Regions from separate parts of the Bicyclus anynana genome. Here region 2 is linked to region 1. Evidence: chromatin contacts called from public Hi-C data. All regions are on one chromosome and are shown on one strand. Each heading gives the region's core, a stretch centred on a gene start, on an enhancer-like site or on the middle of the called end of the contact. The rest is flanking DNA. Distances are from core to core; before and after follow the strand shown. Region 1 holds the start of LOC112042920 (protein dead ringer). Region 2 overlaps LOC112042920 (protein dead ringer).

Region 1 (7,159 bases), core at 3,022-5,521:
ATAGAGTCTAGACTGAAATAGCCATCTAACGATGTCTTGTACAGGTAAAGCAATAATGAAGTCGTCACATTCACTTCCGTTAGATCATTAAAATTTAAAATTTATTTCGAGAATATGACGTTACATTGCTATTTTCACAGCTAAGTGTTTGGTAAGTACTTGAAAGTCTATGCCTAATCACACTTGATTGTCCGTTTTACGATACTTGTATTACAAATTGAATAGAAATGAATTCCTTCTAAATTGATATTTAAATTCTATAACAAGTGGTTAGTGCTGTCTGTTTTATCTTATTGCCAAGCATCTTCAAGTAAAACACATAGTGCTTATTGAAAAAAAAAAACAATATCATTAACTCATTACATATAATATTTTTACATAATGCTAGCCCACTCACAATCCAATAAGTCTGCAGCGCTAAATAAAATAGTTTTAAGTACATACATTCGTTTTAAGTCTTCAATGTGTTGTGCTACCAAATAAAGTATTTTATATTCTATTCTTACAGAATAAAGAATAATACAAAATGAGTCAATCCAAGCAGCGACGCCGATGAAACCCATAAAAAAAAACAAACGTCACTCGTCTCCTTGGCATTCGCATAATATACAAACTTTTTTTAAACTACTAACACTAACAACAATTACGTAAATTGATATCTTATTAGACTAATAATCAGTAACTAGAATTACCTAAAAAAAATACTCAATCTTGTTTTTTTAGTTTTTGTGTACAGTTTTTAAAATATTTAATTTAAACATAAGACGCCATTTTCTTGAAAATTACTGATGCGACTCTTTGTGTCGAGAATGTATTAGTTTTTGAATTTATATTTGGAATGGCTGCATCACTGCCGTGTTCCTTGCGCTCTATCTGCTTATTATTCTTTAATCTGTGTCTATTCTAATAAAACTGCGCAATCGAAGTAGGTAGTGGTCATCCAGTAACGTAGGTACTTATAGTTGTATAACTAAGTAAGCATTTATTGTATTGAAGTCGTCTAGAAATCGTTAATGAGATCAAGAAGCCAGTTAACTTTATAAGTCTGAGTACAAAATGTATTTAATTATATTCTCAATCCCTACTTGTTTGGATTAAGGCAATAATAAGTCTGTACGAGCTACTCGATAGGAAGCCCTTTGTGATTTATATAAATAGATCTTAGGTATTTTAAATTATAGAATATTTGTTATATGTTTATGTATATTTTTTTAGTATACATTTTTATATAATACACATTTTCCAAACCTAAGGTTGTCTGGAACAAATGGCTACGTAGCAATGAGCAAAAGTTACCCGCATAAATGTTATAAAAACTAATATTTTTACGTGCCTAATATTCATACACAAATAAAGAAATGTTTCCGGCAAATAAACAATACCGGGATCCTAAGCCGACACAGATGGGAAACGGCTAGGGTTGTCACTCTAATAGTATAAGAGTCAGGCTAAGATCTGATTCATTATAAATTTTGAAAATGTAGCAGGTTTGGAATGAAATACACTTTAATGCACACCAAAACAGAGCAAGGTGTCCTACAAACCATTTACAAAAATTTAATAAATGCAGAATAGGCGGCCTTATCGCTAATAAGCGATCTCTGCCAAGGGCGATCTAATGAAATGCTGAAAGTTGGCAGTCCATGCTCGTACCAAGTAAGTACGGTGGGCAAGTATGGTCTTTGGACCATAGTGGCTTCGGAAATAGTAAGTTTCAAAAGTCTCAGACCACATATTAATATGATTCTTAGACTCTTAACTGTTCAGGTAGGTATACCCAACAGCATAGGTACTATTTGTATATTTCCTTCGCAACAGTTTAAGCAATGAAGCCACCACCGCGTCAGATAATAATTATAAGGGATTCTGGTTTTCAAAAAATGTATAAAATACTTAGATTTTTATTTTAGTTTAAATATGTTTTGTTAATATCTTGCTAGGTAATATTTTTGCTTTTTTTTTCTTTTATTATCGATGATAAGTTAGCCCTAGACTGCGATCAGTTCTCACCTGAAGTTAAGTGACAGTGCAGTCTAACATGGAAGTGGGCTTACTTGAAAGATGCATAAGTTTATTCTACCCATACCATACCTATTTAAAATAATTAGGTGGCAACCCTAGAAAGGACCCATCGGTAATAAAATCCCGTCTACGAATTTGTTATTAATAAGCGCATCGACGCCATTTTGCTGAAAGCCGCCGACGCTGGCAGCACATGTGCAAACTTGCAGTAAATTTTTTTTTGTCCTCTTTACAAAAATAGGTCGTCATTAATAAATTTGTGATTTTCTATCATTTATCAACTTAAATATTCCGTGACATACCTTAATCATTAATTTAATAAATAATTTTTTTCTTTAACACATGACCAAACCAACATTTTACATACCTACATACCTCAATCTACTAGTAAAGACATATATAGAAACTGAGTGTACATAGAATACCAATAAATAAAAATGTTGATAGGTATTTATTTTAATTCTTGTCTGTAAAAACAAACACATTCTTGTCTTTCAAAAAAAGGTGTTTTTCTTCTTTTTACGCGATATGGAACTCCATTTAGCGCTCATAAATCGACCCATCTGGAGGTACAGGTAGCTAGGTAGATACCTAATTATACATAGAAAACTTCTAAAACTTATTTGCTTAACTTCATAGATAAAGTAACGCTACTCAAAATTAGACAGCTTCTAAAACAATTTAAAGAGTACGTAAAATTAGATTTTTTGGTTTGTTACAATTAAGTAAACTCGAAAATACTCGAATCGATTTTAATCATTCTTTCACCAAACCAAAAAAGTTACATCTTCATTCTAATAGATAATATTTTCTTGATCCCCGAATTCCTGCGGGATCGAGTGAAACCGCGAGCGTTTGCTAGTCACATTTGTATTGGTCATTTTTAGCTAGAGTAGGTAGATACGTCAATACAGGTAAATAGGTAGGCTAGTGAGATTATTTCTAACAACAATAGCTTTTTGATAACGGTCATAGTTTGGGGCAAGTTTTATCATCACAGGTATAATCAGATAAGGAATTCTTCAAATTTATATTGCCTACGCGAAATGCTTTTTGTTTATCTTCCAAAATTATGAATGGGCTGATATGACTAGTTCCAATCTACCTTGGTAGGTTAGGTAGGTAGGTACATCTAGATTGCAGATCTGTCACTTCTGTAGTTGATTAATAAGTAGGCATAAGTAGACACTTATTTACCTTTACCTACCCTATACGTTTTCATAAATATTTTCATGGTTTTTTTATATAGACCCAACAAAACAGACATTTACAGTCCCTTAAAATCTATTTTTTATGTATGACAGCCGTTTGGTAGATAATTAGCTTCATATTGCAATGTTGTTGCGACGGCTTGCATACGTTGCTATGGCAAATTTTCGAACATTGTTTTTCTTAGAGCAAAAGATATGTTACCTTTTTAAACACATGATTTCTATAGTTGCTACTTGCATATCAATACTATTATAAGAAAATGTAGGTAGGCGTTGAAAAAAAAGCGATAAATTCCAACAGCGTGTGACAAAATGGGCCACATTATATGTGCACTCAAAATGTTTTGATAATTCAATTACTTAGACTAATAAATAAAATCATTCTTATGGATATTCTTATATTTTGTCAAGTAAAAAATATTTGCAAGTAGGTACTTAAGTAACAGGCGCATTAAAATGCGGTAGATTAGGCAAAGTTAAAAACTTTAAACGCATAAGTTTTGACAACCCTAATTGGGTCCTTAGCATTACAAAATAAATTATCAAACTTACCTAATTCAAAATGTTACCTGTTAAAATAATTATCTACTTTGACGGTATTTAGTAATTTAAATGGAACTGTTAAATTGGCCACCATAAAATGTAATAAGAATTGAGTGACCAATGTTCCTAAGGTCTGAAATACAACTGCACTGTTGACAGACCATCAGTGGCCAACAACATTGTCGTATGTGACAACAACAACACAAAAACAACACGCTGTTGACGTTCGCACTTACCACGGGGCTGTCGTCTCCAAGGTCCGAATCACGGTCGGCGTCGGCCATGGCATACGCCGGCACCGGTTCGCGGTTCTTCACGCGAATCTTGGCGGTTTTAGGAACACGGGAACAACAACACGCCACACCGGGACGTGTCACACGCTCACACGCGCACGGTACATGCAATGCGGTCGCGCGGTACGCTACGGTACGGTACTCCGGTACTCCGGTACGATGCGAGCGTCGCCGTAGCTCGCACGGAATGGTATGCCGTTCGCCCGGCGCCCCCTCTCTGCGGAGGCCCCGCCCCAAGGCGTCCCGCGTCACGGCGAATCAAACCGCGCGATATCAAACTGATATTTCTGTTATACGCTCCGCCCGCTACCTTTATATTGTTTTTATTCGCGCTATTAAAACAAATGATTCGCGCGGCATCGATTCGCGATTGATAGCGGGAGCCGATAGTTCGCGCTCGCCTTCGTTTGTTTATGATAACGAGGTTATGCGGAAATTCAAAAGCGAATGTCGCAATTCGCAAACAATGTTATGTTAATAAACAAGTAATTAAGAATAGTAGTTACCGTCCTTCGTACCTGTTTAGATAATAGGTATCTATTTAAATTGTTACTTTTAATAATTAAGTCAATTTCATGTTAGTCGTAGCTGTAGGTATATTGCATTCATAAAATATCGCACAAACTTGCGTATTAATTAAATACCTACGCACGACAAAAAGCAGGTTGACACGCGCCTACCACCAATAGGTAGATACGTAGACACGTAGATCAATTGAAATACCTAAGTACTTACTTACTTAGTTGTGTAATTTTTTTTAGTAGGTAGATAGGTACCTTATATAATAGCCTTATGTCTTTTTTCTATTATTTATTAATTTGTCCTTTTTTTAATTTTTAACAATTAAACAATACAAAATATAATACAAAACACTATTAAAAATCCTCCTAAATCTTGTTATTACGACTATGTAGGTATAGGTATTCTGTGCTTAAGTGTACCTACCTGCCTACCTCGATACGAGTAGTTTTGAACGGTGAAACTGGTAAGTATCGGCCATGTCAAATTATTATCAGCATATTTCGGACTATATAACTTCATGGAGGTAGGTGTAATTTCATTGAATATGATTGATGATTGATATTTTATTAATGATGATGATGATATCATTATCATCATAGTCATGTCAGCCGATGGACGTCCATTGCAGGACACACAGGCCTTTTGTAGGGACTTCCAAACATCACGATACTGAGCCGCCTCTAGCGAATACCTGCGACTCGCTTGATGTCGTCAGTCCACCTGGTGGGGGGTCGACCAACTCTGCGCTTTCTGGTGCGGGGTCGCCATTCCAGCATTGGGACCCCAACGGCCATCGGCTCTTCTAACTATGTGCCCCGCCCATTGCCACTTCAGCTTCGCGACACGTTGAGCTATGTCGGTGAATTTAGTTCTTCTCCGAAATTCCTTAGTGCTTGACGACATAAGTCTTTGAACAGTGCGTGTTGCCAGTGATGACCTATGGTTCCGAGACTTGGTCGCTAACTATGGGCCTCCTAAGAAAGCTCAGAGTCACACAGCGGGTGATGGAACGAGCTATGCTAGGAGTATTTCTGCGTGATGATGTAATGTTATGCATTCATTAATAAATTTTCATTAGATTAGTAGTAGTAGGTAGGTCTGTATATTATAAAATTTGTATCCGTATCTAGGTATTATATTAAACTTTAAAATAGGCGACGTGATAAGATAATAAAAGTCTAAGATGGTAGTGAGCTAACTTTAAAGAGGTAGGTACTTACTTACAAGTTTATTCTATCCATAACTCTGAAAGGTTTCTTTGTGGCATTGTAATGCTAAATCGCTTGGCGGGTCATCTTTACCGGTAGGGTTTACCATGAGGAGTGAGGACTCATTAGGTACACACTTGGATTGGATAAGGAATTTTCCATAGGTGTTTATAGGTACATTGATGACTTACGGATCCGAGACTTCGCTTACTGTATTCCTTCCTCATAAAAAAGGCTCAAAGTCACTCAGCGGGCGATGGAGCGAGTTATGCTTAGAGTGTCACTGCGTGATCGAATCAGAAATGAAAAGACCCGCAGAAGAACCAAAGTCTGACTGACTGACATAGCTCAGTGAGTCGCGAAGCTGAAGTGGCAATGGATAGGATACATAGTCCGAAGAGCTGGTGGTCATTGTTGGTCCCAAGGTGTTGGAATGGCGACCCTGCGCCGGAAAGCGCACACAACCCAGGTGTAGGTATAACCATCGCTGATTGGTCAAGTGACTAGCCTTTGTGTCTTCAAATCACGAAGTGTGAGTCCTGGGATCCCGACCGGGCGGCGGCCCAATCATCATCATAGTCACTAACAGCCGATGGACCTCCACTGCTGCACATAGTCCTCTTGCATGGACTTTGCGGCTCCCTGCAACCCGCATGATTTCCTCAGTCCACCTATAGTGGGAGGTCGACTACCACTGCGCTTTCCGGTGCGGTTTGCGACTACATTAGGTGAGAGTGAGACTAATCTTTCTTAATCCAAGAAATTCTCAGTAAAAATTTTTAGTTTGGAGTGGTTTAGAGTCTCTTGACTGGAGGTCTTGATAGTGCCTAGAGTAGGCACTATCAAGACCTCCATAGATGATAGTGCCTAATTATGATCAAAAGTTATCTAAACTTTTGATCATAATTAGGCATCACTCGCATCAATTCGGCTGATTGGCATCGTTAGAGAAACTACGTTAAATCTCATCGTTCAAAACTGGAGACGAAACTACAGTTCGTGTTGACAGTGTTGACTATGGTTCCGAATCCGCTGTGGGCCTCATAATCATAAGACAACCGAAAGAATATGCCATCGAACGATAAAGCGATCTATGCTCTGAGTATCTCTGCATGATCGAATTAGAAATGAGAAGCTCATCCGATACAGCTCATGCTCAACGAGCCACTTACCAAATCTAATAGACGGTGTGTTGCACATATAGTTCGAGAGCAGATGGACATTGGGGTCTCAACTGTACCTACCTACTGGATTGGTGACCCCGTACTAGGCAGTCCGCTGACGTCAGTCGGGTAAAAGGAAGTTTTTGGATGCAAGCGACTCTTGTCCGTGGTACCTAATAGGAAGTCTTTACAAGAGT
Region 2 (7,159 bases), core at 1,210-3,709, 170 kb before region 1:
CGACGAGCGAAAACAAAACACAATCCAAACACTTTGCAATAAAAAGACAACATTAAATATGATCAAACAGAAAAAGTTTACAACGAAAACAAATTAAATTGTAATAAATAAAAACAATAGTAGGTACATTATGGTATGAGTGTGATAATGTTGAAAATTACAGCCAAGGTGATATTGCAGCTCGAGCCAAAGACGAGAGCTATAAGTAAGGAAGCAGAGGCTGTAATTATAAAAGCACGTATGTCACACGACGTTTTATTTATTTACAGCGTCTATAATTACGATTACATCGTCCAAAAGACAAAAGCCCGAAATAGCGACGAGCGAAAAATAAAACACAATTCACGCTTGCAATAAAAAGCGTGACCTCGACGATCGTTTATTGATGAACGCGAAACATTAGCAAATACCGACGGACTATTTGTCAATCCGTCTTCCTGTCTGCAGTTAATCATTCCCCGGTTATCCAGGGGTGGCAGGGGAGGTGGGGGAGGAAGGGGGTGATGGGTTTCCAAACGTCACCCGTTTAAGAGATTAATTGCTGTGCTTATGTCTAAGTACAACGTGATGCTTTCAAATTGGAGCAAATAAAGTGGAAGTCAATTTGTTGTTGGGTTCGTGTTTGTTTAATGGAGTATGGTGTTGGTTTTCAATTTTTGTTGTTTTTCTTTTTTTTTTTGTTTATCTATTCACTAAATTATACTATGTAATTACAGTAGGGTAGAATGGGGCTGGTTGAGCAATTGTCAAAGGAGTTTTTCAATTCCATGTCTTAATGCAAAAATATATTGTGTTTGTATTTGTTTTCGCGAGCTTTTTTTTATTCTTTACAAGTTAACCCTTGACTACAATATCACCTGATGGTAAGTGATGATGCAATCTAAGATGGAAGCGAGTTAACTTGTTAGGAGGAGGATGAAAACACCCCTTTCGGTTTCTACACGACATCGTACCGGAACGCTACATCGCTTGGCGGCACGTCTTTGTCGGTAGGGTGGTAACTAGCCACGGCCGAAGCCTCTCACCGGCCAGACCTGGATCAATTAAGAAAACCCCAATCGGCCCAGTTGTGTATCGAACCCAGGACCTCCGTCTTGTAAATCCACCGCGCTTACCACTGCGCCACGGAGCCCAGGATTTCATGTTAGTGTACCTTAATAGTTTTCAAGATATTTTGTGTGTCCAACTTACACCCAAGTTCAAATATCGTCGCCCTACAAGGTAATACATAACTATATTTAACATAACTTGAGTTCTTTTCAGGGTGTATCAATTCATCGTGTTATTAATAGGTATTTTGTTCTTTATATTCAAGCTGTAAGAAGTAAAATTAATTACCTTACACTGTTAATAAAAAGAAAAATTATTCACCTTGTTAAGTTTAAGACTTAGATATTGTTCAAAACAAACTTAAAAAAATACCTAGTTAAGAAATGATTTGAAGACATATCCTTAGGTACGTATATATACAAACGCAAGACTTATAAGAAATACACTTACCTGTCTGTCTGTACTGTAAACGTGAAATTCATAGGGCAACTAAGTCAACTTTCCTGGTAAGACTACCGGGAAACTATTACTAGGTACCTATCTATTTTACCTGTAATTTCTTGCTGGTAGCCAGGATGGTAAAACTACTAACCTAAACTCTACTTTGTTGTCTTTCTGTCTGTTACCTTTACATAATAAAGGTCTCTAAATCGCTGAACCGATTATGATGAGTTTTGATAGTGAGCAACATTGGCTGCTTTTAATCTCCAAAGAATCCAAGGTTTCTGTGCGATTTATGAGAAATAGAAATTAAGATTGGAGTCGCAAGCATCCATTGTACGTTTTTTTTAATTCTTTACAAGTTAGCCTTTGACTACAATCTCACCTGATGGTAGGTGATGATGCAATCTAAGATGGAAGCAGGCTAACTTGTAAAGAGTTCTAGAATGAAAATCTACAGCCCTTTCGGTTTCTACACGACATCATACCGGAACGCTAAATCGTTTGATGGTAGATGGCCGGTAGGGTGGTAACTAGCCAAGGCCGAAGTCAATTCACCAGCCAAAATACGTAATATAAACGTAACGTAAAGTAATGTAAATGATACGTAAATAAAAAACAGATGCAAGAAACCAGTTTAACAAATGTTAAAAAGAGCGAGTAGAATATGCATTAAACAATTCTCCTTATTCTTATTAATCAAAATTACGTCAACAAATCTTTAATAACACCATATTGTACAGTGAGATAGATAAAGCACGGTCTAACACAGCATCTAAGTACCAACATACGTGCAACATGTTATCACACGCACCTAGCGGTCCGTCTAAATAACAAGTGTTACAAGGAACCGTGGACAAAAGCTATTGTTTATGAAAGCAATCACCCCAATAACGATTTCCACTAACCGCCTCAACCCCCCCACTCCCCCGTCGGCGGAAAACGCGCGATTCGATGCGCGTGCGGCCAGCACCGTGCAAACGCTATTTGCATAACCCGACCATGGCAAACGAAACCGCACGCAAAACGACAAACGCACCACCCAGCGATCTCCACAACTCGGCCGGTTAAACCGTAATTTACGACGTATGTCCAATCGCCGACAGAGCCAATCTAATCGTGCCCAATTGTGACAAATTATTGCTTTTCCTACGAAACCTTACACTAAATATGTATTATGAATTTCACTTTATGTTCGCATTTTATGACCGTTGGAATAGAATGAACTCTTTTCCCCATACCGCAATAGTTACAGTGTTGCGTTGTATCGATTATTCGCACCTCGCGCGATATTTATTGGCACTCGATGTCGCTTAGAAAGGCTCAGCCCTTTTGTGCGCAAAACTCGCGAGTCTCGTAAATCGCAGAGTCTGACGCCCCCGGGTGTTGATAAAGGATTGTAAATAACGAATGATTTGCTCCCTAATCTCCTCCAAATGTAAGAGCGGACGAAATTTACAGCCGGATTAGAAATACGATGGCTTTATTACCCTCAGCGTGTACTATAATATCTAAAATAAGCTTCAGAAATGAATTAGATTCGATATTGTCATGAATAAGTTTGTGTATTATGCGCTTATTGTACGTAGAAGACAATCGGCCTATCAGATTCTGTTCGCTGCAGACGACGCGGGCGATAATCGATCGAATCGACATTTGACGCCTACCGCTTATCGAGAGCTGTATCAAGGCCCTTTATGCCTCAACCCTGCGATCGGCCAATGAGAGGCCACGGAGAGCCGGCGCCGGCCCCTCATTGGTCTGATACGCTTTTGATTGCACCGCCCCACTCGATTCACGACTCGATCAATCTCAATTACTCGCCTATGTTGGTAACGCTCCAGCTACGGCTCTTTACAAACACGTTTGCAATACTTGGAACATCGAAAACAAACTCTTCACGCTTTGTTAATGTTAGATTAACAATTCTGAAACAATCTAAGAATAGACTATAAAATAGACTAAAAAATTTTTTAATGCTATGTCTGACAAATTGGTCCATGCTTCAGGTGACCCAAGAGCTGGCGCTTATTTGGCCCAAAGGTTAAGCCTTGCTATCCAGAGGGGTAATAGCGCTAGTGTATTGGGTACCTTGCCTCTGGGTGAACAATTAGATGGTGTGTATTTGTTATAATTATTTTATTTATTATAAATTTAAATTTAATATACTGTGTAATTCTTAGTTTTAATTAATTTATTATAAGGTCTAGGTATATTTATTCTGCGATTGTTATATTAAAAATTTATGTTGAATAATATATTGTAATTGCAATAAAATCATCATCCAGAATAGACTTAAATGAATATAAAAGCATGTACCCACTGAATGGTGTTAATGTGGTTCCGACATGGTGAGGTGATGACAATAAAAATAATACCACGGTATATAAATAGACACTCGCACATGTTGGAAATGCAAATCGCAGGGTACTTACTAATACCGATGTGGCAATAAAATGTTTACGATTCAAGATATAAATTAGTTTTAATGTGACAATCATAACAACATCAATCAAAATATACACCACGATTAACTAGACGCGTGATGTTAAAGCGGAAATTTGTTTAATAAAACCAAAAAAATATTTGTAATAAACTTTATAAAATCCGATCAATTTGTGCACGTAGTAAAAATTAAATAAGAATTCTCAATCATAATATAAAAAGATGGAAATGGATGGACGGATTATATAAATGTTGTATCTATAATTTAAAACAATTAATTGCTGGTCTACTATGAAAAACTTGAAATTATTAGCCTGTTTCTATTGGTTGTGGTTGATTTTATTTCATATTCGTATATTAACGTTGTACATGACAGCTAGCCCCTGTTTAGACAGTCGTTACGAGTTTATGAGCGGAAGAATTTATTGCGAGCCCGAAGTGAAGTTTTAATTTAGAAATACGATCACACTAGTGTTAATTTCCACACTTTAAGCGTCGATTATACCACCTTCATACTAATAGTCTTGTTTAGATTACTGGAAGAAGTTTACTAAATAGTTTTTGAGGACTTCAGTTTCTATTTATACATCACTCGTTTCAATGAATAACTATTTGGTAGAGTCATTAGCTAATGTTGGACAAAATAGTCATGCCTGTTAACAATAGAATAGAAAATAATAAAACTTAATGATTAGACTGAATACCAGACACTTATCTCTTATCGTTAACTAAAAAATAGATATTTCTAATGGGGGAATAATTGTAGAAAAATTCAATTGGCATGACGAATGAAGTAACATACAAAACACATAAGTTAGGATACAGATACAGAAAATAGAGCTTCATATCTTGTTCGTTAATTAATATTAATAAATGGTAGGTAATGAATAAAAATAAATATAATTTATAATAGCAGGATAAGAGTTACGTGTGGGTACAGTGTTAAATGCCGGAGAAGAGATTGTATGCAGCAATCTTGCGGAGCCACCATAACTCAATACGTATTTATTGCTTGTAGTACAAATTCCGAGAGATACGGTGCGAGAATGACATAAGGCTGAGGATACAACGATCAATCACGAGGGGAGCAGTAAAGCTGAGAACAATCCAGCGTAATTCCGTCTGAGAGACATTAAAATGGCGGCCGCCCTATCCGGTGCAACATTGTGGGGAACTGCGCGAGCGCACAATAACACTTTCTTATTAGAATCACTCGGGGAAACTGACAGTTTTATCACGTCAGTAATTTTGAAGCCGTGATTAAATAATGACCAATTCAAGTCAAAATTTGAAATAATTCAGAAAAAACATCACAAGAGAAAGAGAACTTAAAGTGTGATATTTTTCAGAACGTTTACGTTTAATAACGCATAAATCATTTATACTGATGCAAATCAGAACTGCGCCGTATACTTAAGTATTGTATCGCTTAGTGGAATTCAGGAGGCCATTCGATGTAATTGGCAATCATTCAGAAAAGAATATTCTCTCGCTCCAACAATCAAGACAAAGGCGGCCGATAGTGCCTACCTACAGGCGAGCCATTACAGGTCAATACCCATTATTATGCGATATTTTCGCGAGCGCGGCCCTCCGATATCCCGTACATTCACATGAGACGGCAAATATCTGTAATTAAAGGTTGTAAAGTTGATTTACAACTGGGGCCCAAGTATCGAGCCTCGGGGAACGCCTCGACCAATCCCGTGCTCCGAGAGCCGTCGCACCGCGCCTCATATCAATTTATTAGAAACGAATGAAAATCGGCGTTGCGGTGGCTTCGGTGCGCTATAATGCGCGTCCTGCGGTCGCAGATCCCATCTACGAGGCAGCGGATCGTGGTGGATAGTATCGAACGCTGTTGCATGCTTTACGATCTCCGCGGAGACGGTAACACCGGCAATAAAATTGCAACAATGGAAACGTCGGATGCGGCTAAAGGCGACGCAACTACGCCAGATCATTGCGATGAATGTAACAATGGGATCCTTGAAATGATGGTGGCAACTATCGGCAAACGTAAAGCTGTACAATTCCAACCAAACTGCTTAACCGTGTGAAGAAAGACTCTAATGATGACTTGCTATAGGAAAACAAACAAAATGCGTTAATACTATTTTTGTTTGAATAGACGCAATAAAATGATACGTTGAATTTTCTATATTTCTAAGCTAATACCTAAACTTATGTAGCAGGTTTTTAACGCTAAGTCATTGTAAACTACATCAGAATAATATTTCAAGTTATAAATATGCTTTTGCATCTTTGTATTGTGACTATTTGCATTGTTATAATAATACACCCCCTTCTCTATACTTATTTTTATAGCCATCGTTTGTCGCTTACGGGAATCGTAAAATTTCATCGGAAACCTTTAATTTTCTTTATCATATATTATGTTGCCAATACATTGTTGCTAATCGCTTTTGTACAATGTTGATAGATAGTGTTTTATGTGTTTCTGTAATTGCAGTCTGTAATGGCGTCAGACCACTGATCACTAATTATAATATATTAATTATATTATACTGCTGTTTTCATTGTTAGTAAATAAGATGTTTGTCCGTAATAGCATATTAGGTATAGTCATATTTGATAGACATTATTCTATGTTATTTACTTTTCACGTCAACAATATTCTATATCGCGATATACAGTCGAGTAGGTGTTGTATCGATCATTGTATTCTCAAATGAAGGTGTCGAGACGGTTACTGCCACCGAGTTTAGAGCCTCACCTGACAGCCATTTGAATGACAATCTAAATTACAATAGGGACACGGCGTCCCGGTCGTGACTAGGCACTATTTTACTCATCGCTTAATGTTACAAATTATATTAAATGCCTCTATATCTTTAAGTGTAATTCCTTTTCTTCAAATTCCATGCTAGGTGAGCAAGAACATGTCTCCTATTACATCTTCTATCGATTTATATTGTCTTCTGCACACATAGTTTGCCTTGCACACTCTTTAATCATCAATGCGATATTCTTCTCGCACACAAGTTTGTAAATATATATGTCATCTTGCTACATAATTAAGGAAATTGTATGATTGTAGCTCTATGTGATTTGAATCAATCGTATTTAGACAAGACGCTTAGTATCCGTTATGATCCGAATGCGATTAGACGCAATAACTAAAGATTTACGAGCTCTAAGAGGCTCGAGGATGTACCAACCTCCGTCTATAAAACTCCATGATGGTCAGATATATTTACTT

What was found. A called contact is a pair of places that touch in the nucleus more often than the background predicts.
Region 2: a contact with region 1 is called in a Hi-C map of whole larva, with 5 times the contacts expected there. The contact joins the enhancer-like site here to the promoter of LOC112042920 in region 1. A contact is called at or near these places in 2 of 2 Hi-C or Micro-C datasets (whole body and whole larva).

The regions. Positions count from the first base shown.
Region 1 is chr20:5,078,799-5,085,957 of ilBicAnyn1.1, reverse strand. LOC112042920 (protein dead ringer) reads right to left here and starts at 4,271. Exons shown (of 10, transcript XM_052887712.1): 1 at 4,013-4,271. The coding sequence starts at 4,060.
Region 2 is chr20:5,245,156-5,252,314 of ilBicAnyn1.1, reverse strand. The region is part of intron 4 of LOC112042920 (protein dead ringer); the gene reads right to left. Among protein-coding and RNA genes, the nearest start is that of LOC128198030, 28 kb to the left of the region's middle. Within about 2 kb of position 2,459, at least 8 of the 8 cell types and tissues checked have open chromatin away from gene starts, as enhancers often do.